Linked DNA regions of Mus musculus: region 2 is linked to region 1. Evidence: chromatin contacts called from public HiChIP or PLAC-seq data. All regions are on one chromosome and are shown on one strand. The core of a region is the stretch at or near the end of the contact, and the rest is flanking DNA. Distances in the headings are between cores, read along the strand shown.

Region 1 (3,205 bases), core at 703-3,202:
TCACACCCCTGCATCTGAGATCGATTAACATATCCTGTGTTCAGGGCCCAGCACTGAAGTATCAACACCAGTGTCTGTCTCTGGACAACTGAGAGTCCCACCCCACAGTCCATCGCTGACCTGGCTCAGTGCCACATGCGAATGATAAAGGCATGCGTTCTGACCTGGCATGATGGTTTTCTTGCATTCCTGGCACTTGGACGAGTATTCATTGGAATAGCAGTCGGTGCACAGCAGCTGTTCCTCCTTGGCAGCAAAGGGCTTGTCCACCAGCGAGCTTCCACACCGGGAGCAATGGAAGCAGCCTTCATGCCAGTGCCGATCCTTGTAGGACAAGTCCTAGAGAGGCAGACACACAAATCGTCAGAGGCGGGACAGGAGAGGTGACACTACTGTCTGACTCAGAGCACAGGGGCCTTGGTGCACTACATTGCTGGAGTGGGTGGGTAAGAGAGGGAGGGGGAGGGCGAGGAAGGACGGCAGATTTGCCTGTGGACAAGCCTGTGCTGTATTTTCTTGATTGGTGATTGATATGGGAGAGACCAACTTACTATGGGCTGGTGGTCCTGTGTGCTATTTAAAAAGCAGGCTAAGCAAGCCACGCGGAAGTGACAAGCCAGCAATCAGCTCTTCTCCTCTGCCTCTGTATCTGTTACTGCCTCCCTGTTCCTGCTCTGACCTCCTTTAGTGATGGAGTGTGGGCTGAGAGTTGTAAGCTGAAACAAGCCTCTCCTTTGGATGTCTCTTTTGGTCTTGCTGTTTTCTCACAGCATGAGAAACCCTAACTTAGACACTGAACTAGGAGGCCTTGTTTCTGAGAGGTTCACGTTCCTCTGAACCCAGTTCTCTCCATGTCAGTGGGTTGGTCCTTTGAAGAGATGGATCAGAGACATGGCTGACACACATGCTGGACTCCCGTAAGTCTAAGTATGATGAGAGTAGGCAGTGAGAGAGCAGAAACCTAAACCTGTCTTTTGAAGGTTAAATACTGAAAGTAATTTTAGAAGAAAAAAAAATTTGGTGGGGAGATCATATGTACTTCGTTGTATATTTTGATAAGTGAAATGCAATATAATCTGCTTTAATTTGAGACCACCTGTCGGTGTGTTAAGTCACTACAAACTGCTAAGCTCATGCAATGTGTACATTATCATTATATGATATGTCATATACATATATTGGTATCATTTGGGATTAGGTATAACCTGGACTCTTTCCATACATATTCCCCATTTTTAAACTTAAACCCCTTATGGGGCCCAAGTAGCAGACAAAATAAAACAAACAGAAAATAAACGGCAGATATTTGCACGGTGAATGATGGTAATTAGGACCATGTTGTAAGCTCACGATACTGCATAGCCCTGAAATATAGTTAGTACTGAAGCTCAGAGACACTTCTAAGCTTCTCCACAGTCACACAGCTGGCATGTACCCAAGTCAGGCTGTGGTATGGTTTCCACTCACTGAACCATACCAGATGGGCGTTGAAAAGGGCCAGCTTTTTCAGAAGTTAGCTGGCCTTCCGCTGTAATACGTCATCCCACTAATGAGGGTTTTCGGTGGAAAGGCTACAGATTGCTTTCCACGGCCACCCACCATTGGACAGAAGTGAAAGAGAGAAGTCAGAAGCCTTTCTTGTAAGGTGGCCTACTGTCACCTGGCAGCAACTCTGCTCAGGGAGTGGGCACTGCACACACCAAGGGGTCACTTTTAGCTAGCAAGGAGAAAAGCTGCACAATTTTGTTACTTTTCGCTGTGACAGAACACCACAATCAAGATAACATAAAGTATTTAATTGGGCTTAAAGTTTTGGGGGATTAGAAGCCATGATGGTAGAGCAAATGCATGGCGATGAGAAGAGCTCAGCTCTCACATCTCAGAACTGTAGGCTGGAGGCAGAGAGTGTGCCACCAGATGTCACCAGTCCCACACAGACTATCGAGAAGGACAGAGTCCTTTGCATTGGTGTTATGAGACATTTGCAGAGAAACCAGCTGAATGCTCTAATTGGTCTAAGGTTTTACGGAAACTCAGAACATTTCTACAACAAAAACACAGCTGTGGTTAAAGACTGCCTAGCTGACAGTCATTTGACACTTGAAAGTTTGACCTTAAATATGAACACTGTCATGTCCTCTAGATGGACATGGCCCATCCCACTCAGAGAGCCAAGTCAGGCATGCAGAGATCACAGAAAGTCTATGAAGAGTCAGACAGAGCCATCCCTGCTGTCCTCTCGTGAACGTGGCTCTCAGTGCACGTTTCCTGAGGCCTTCCGAACTCACCTGTCTCTCTTGTGCATGCACACACTCAACATAGATAACATAGTACATATTGATCATTCTTAAACCTTTCTGACAGAAATTGAGAACACTAGGCTGATTCTATGACAGGCTTCAAACTAGCAGTAAAGGAGACTAGTCATACATATTTGTTTCCAAGAAATGGGCAAGTCCAGGCAAGTCCAGGCCTCAGAAGCTGCCCCAACACCTAGTCTAAGGCAAGGACGATGGGTTAACAACAGTTTCCAGACTTCCTCAGCAATGTCCTCAGCAAGAGTTTCCAGCCCCCATGCCCTGGTAATGCAATGTCCCTAGAGATGGAGTAAGATAAGGGTCACCTTCCCCAGAATGCCCTAATCGGGTCTTTGAACACACTTGTTTGTTTCCCTATCTTGGTAATGAGAGACCCCAGCATGCTGGACTTCTGCAGAATAAAGCATTCTTTGCATTTACATACTATTTGAGTCTGGGGTATCATACTTCAGCAAATCATGGACCCTCACAAAATGTTTTCTCTGTAGGTAAATGTCAGCCTCTGATTATATGCCTGAAGTCAGTGGTAGACCAAAAAGGAAAATACCACTAAACAGCGTTGTACCACCATTGCTGGCAGGTCCTGGAGGTGGGGTGTAAAGGGTGGGGTGGGGGGAATCCCTGTTTCAGGGGATTCCCCTGTTCCAGCTAGAGTTGGTGATGGACTTTCTGGCTCAACATCGGAGTATGTGTGATGTGCAGGCAGTAGGAAGGTCTCCTGTGTGTCATATGCCTTACATGACTAATGCTATTGGGGGCTGGGTACCCCTGAGGTCACAGAAGCAGGAGACTCAACAATTAAGCTCAGGGGCCCAAGAGCCAGACCAATTATACCCTTGATCCTCCACCTACCAGCTGCATAGCTAGGGCAAGAAGCAAGCCCCTCA
Region 2 (2,902 bases), core at 175-2,674, 790 kb after region 1:
CCAAAAGAAAAAATTAACATTCTGATCCCAAGAAATTCTTTCAAGTTACAATTTAATATATTTTAATATATTTGCTCATAGAGCAAAGTATGAGGAGTCAATGGAAATGCTGTGGTTTGAAACAAATGGCATACACGGGATTCTAGGAACCTGCCTCTTAAACTGGAGACCATAGAAATGCACAGGGCCCATGATTGAATAGGAAAAAATTATTTTCATCCTCCACATGTTCTTAATTATGAACACAGGCAACCTTTGTTATTAAAGTGTGTAGTTTAGATATATTCAAATGCCATTTACAATTGTTTTCCAATTTAAAAATAACATTAGTTATTAGACTTGACGATGGCTCTGTTATTTAATTTTAAAAAGAGCACACATGTAATTACTTACATATATGAAACTATTGCAATACAACAAAAATTAAGTTGTTATAATTCTTTCAACCGTCTACTTCCTGTATAATCCTATATATTTCATCTTATGCATTTAAAGACATCTCTGTGGTAAGGTGTCTTGAGTTTGTCAATGGGATAATTAAGATTACTCTGGGCGCCTTCTTGCTGCTGGGACTTTTGGAGTAGACACAGCAGTCGCTGCCACTAAAGAGAAGAATTACCACACTTATGGCTGTGGTTCGGTGCTCAGTATTTCAGAGGCCTCCAGGCAGGCTACACACTGAAAAAACGTGCAGAATCTCTCACTGGTACAGAGTAGATTTGTCACAAATAGGAAAATATTAATTCACCCCCACAATATTCTTAATTATGAATGTTGGCAACCTTTGTTACTGGATAATCTGTGTAGTTTAAATTTCAAATGCCATTTACGATTGCTGTCACTGTGCATCCTAATGGGAAAAAAACCCCGCAAACTATGGCTCGGTAACTGTGTTACAAAGAGGAACTTCACTGGAGAAAAGGCAGGTATTTTTCTGAAATTCCGGATGCCAAGGGTAAGTAAGCCACGAAGACAGGAGGGAGCTCATTTCTGTCACGTGTTTTGCTTTGGGGACTCTGGCGACAAAACAGCCGACAACCCACTTCCTGTTGACTAAACAGCACCTCACCCTGCCAGAAAGGCCGGGCCGCTAAATCTGAGACTTCCGCGCTCGACTTTACAGGCTTCCGGTCCGCAGCGGGTTAAGCCAACCTCGGCGGCGTCGCGAGGATCCCACGCCTCAGGCAGACAGCCCGTTCCTCTCGCTGCTTCTCACGGAGAGTGACAGCTCGGAAGGCAAGAACCTCCCTCCAGTGCGTTGTCATCCGCAGCAGCGCACACTCCGTTCCAGCTCTGCAGCCTGGGTAACATTCCCTCGTCGTGACTCGTAGCGGCGCCGTTAGCTTACGTTGAAGCGTATGATTGGCTAGACACCTCTGACCGCACACGATTGGGTACTGGTGGCCAGGCTCCGCCCCTTCCCCACCTCCGTCCCGCGGTAGCCGGGTGTCCTCGCGCCGCTCGTCCGCGCGCTGCCTGGCAGTTTGCCTCTTCCTCGTCTGTCCTCCAGCTTGCGTCCATGGCCACCGCCGCGACCGAGGAGCCCTTTCCTTTCCACGGTCTTCTACCAAAGAAGGAGACCGGGGCCTCCTCCTTCCTGTGCCGCTACCCGGAGTATGACGGGCGCGGGGTGCTCATCGCCGTCCTGGACACAGGGGTCGATCCCGGGGCCCCGGGCATGCAGGTGAGGCGGCGCCCAAGGGCCCGTAGCCCAGAGGGCCGAGCCTGGAACAAGGCGGGGACCGGACGGGCCGGGGCGGCCCGGACAGCTCTGGGAGACCTCCAGGCCCTGTTCCCTGTCCACACAAAAGCGGTGTGGTCAGCGTGGCTGTTCGGGATCGGGGGCCGCGGGGAAGCTTTGCTGGTCAGCCTGGGCGTTCCAGGCCCCACACCTCTTCAGGGTCCGCACCCGACCTCGGCATGGGAAAATTTTACAGTTTTATAGGTCTGGGAGGGCGCGGGAGCGTGGGGGGCACCAACGATAGGGGTAACAGCCTTGAAGAGATCCTTAGTGATGTTTAAGAGATACTCGTTTTGGCAAGGCCAGCAAAGTGAGTTCCCAGAATTCGACCCAGTCCGCTTCCGGAATGGTTTCTTCTGATACTTTTGTTCTATTTTTAAGTTATTTGCTGGTGTTTGTTCAGGGTCCTTGAAATCTTTTGGGTTAGTCTTTTTTTTTTTTTTTTTTTCAAAGGGCCCGACTAATTTGTTTCGGGCGAACTTTTCAGGCCTTATAAAATGTGCATTTTAAACGAGAGAACATACTTTGATTACGACTTCCTAAAAATGACTTCATTTCCTTTATTCAAGTTAGAAGTCTTTAAGAGCAGGGACCTTACTGATGTTAAAAAAAAATGCCTGAATAAAATGTATTCTGTGTTTAAATAGCCTCTTACTAAAACCCCCTCATAAGTACTCTCTAACCTTTGTTGAAGAGCTTATCTGACTAAAACTAGAGTTTATTTACCCTCTTTTCGGTCCGTGGTCAGTTTATCAAATAGATAGATTAGATCACATTGATACCATCTTATCCTTGTTCCTCACAAAAGAGGGATACTAATTCCTCTCCTCCTAGCCCTTGATTTGTTTCCTCCAATCTTTAGTTTTCTCATTGTGCTGCCTAATAATTGACATAAATGGATGGGAAGGTAATTGACGTACATGTTAGAGGTTATTGGAAAGGATAGGAAAGAAGCCTGTGTGGACACTCTGGGACTCTCAGGGAATCCTGCTTCCAAGTGTTTGTTACTTCTTCCCCTTTCTGGTGCACACCTGAGCCCTGAAGCACACAGTGTCAGAGTCTCTGATTAGAAGTTCAAGTGACTACAGTTATTTTATTAATAGTAATTGCTAAGGTTTAAAACTTGGTAACAGCAATGACACGTTGTGAATTTATTACACA

What was found. HiChIP or PLAC-seq counts read pairs in DNA pulled down with a chosen protein or histone mark.
Region 2: a contact with region 1 is called in an H3K4me3 HiChIP or PLAC-seq map of forebrain, with 4 times the contacts expected there. The contact joins the promoter of Tpp2 here to the enhancer-like site in region 1. A contact is called at or near these places in 6 of 115 datasets of contacts at active chromatin or transcription factors (T-cell acute lymphoblastic leukemia, effector CD8 T cells, extraembryonic endoderm stem cells and 3 more).

Annotation. Positions count from the first base shown.
Region 1 is chr1:43,141,534-43,144,738 of GRCm38.p6, forward strand. It overlaps Fhl2 (four and a half LIM domains 2), which reads right to left. Exons shown (of 6, transcript NM_010212.4): 3 at 165-339. Among named protein-coding and RNA genes, the nearest start is that of Fhl2, 21 kb to the right of the region's middle. Within about 2 kb of position 1,953, at least 49 of the 459 cell types and tissues checked have an H3K27ac peak or open chromatin away from gene starts, as enhancers often do. A contact at or near this core is called in forebrain and thymic regulatory T cells, where this site is marked.
Region 2 is chr1:43,932,570-43,935,471 of GRCm38.p6, forward strand. Tpp2 (tripeptidyl peptidase II) reads left to right here and starts at 1,425. Exons shown (of 29, transcript NM_001310540.1): 1 at 1,425-1,684. The coding sequence starts at 1,520.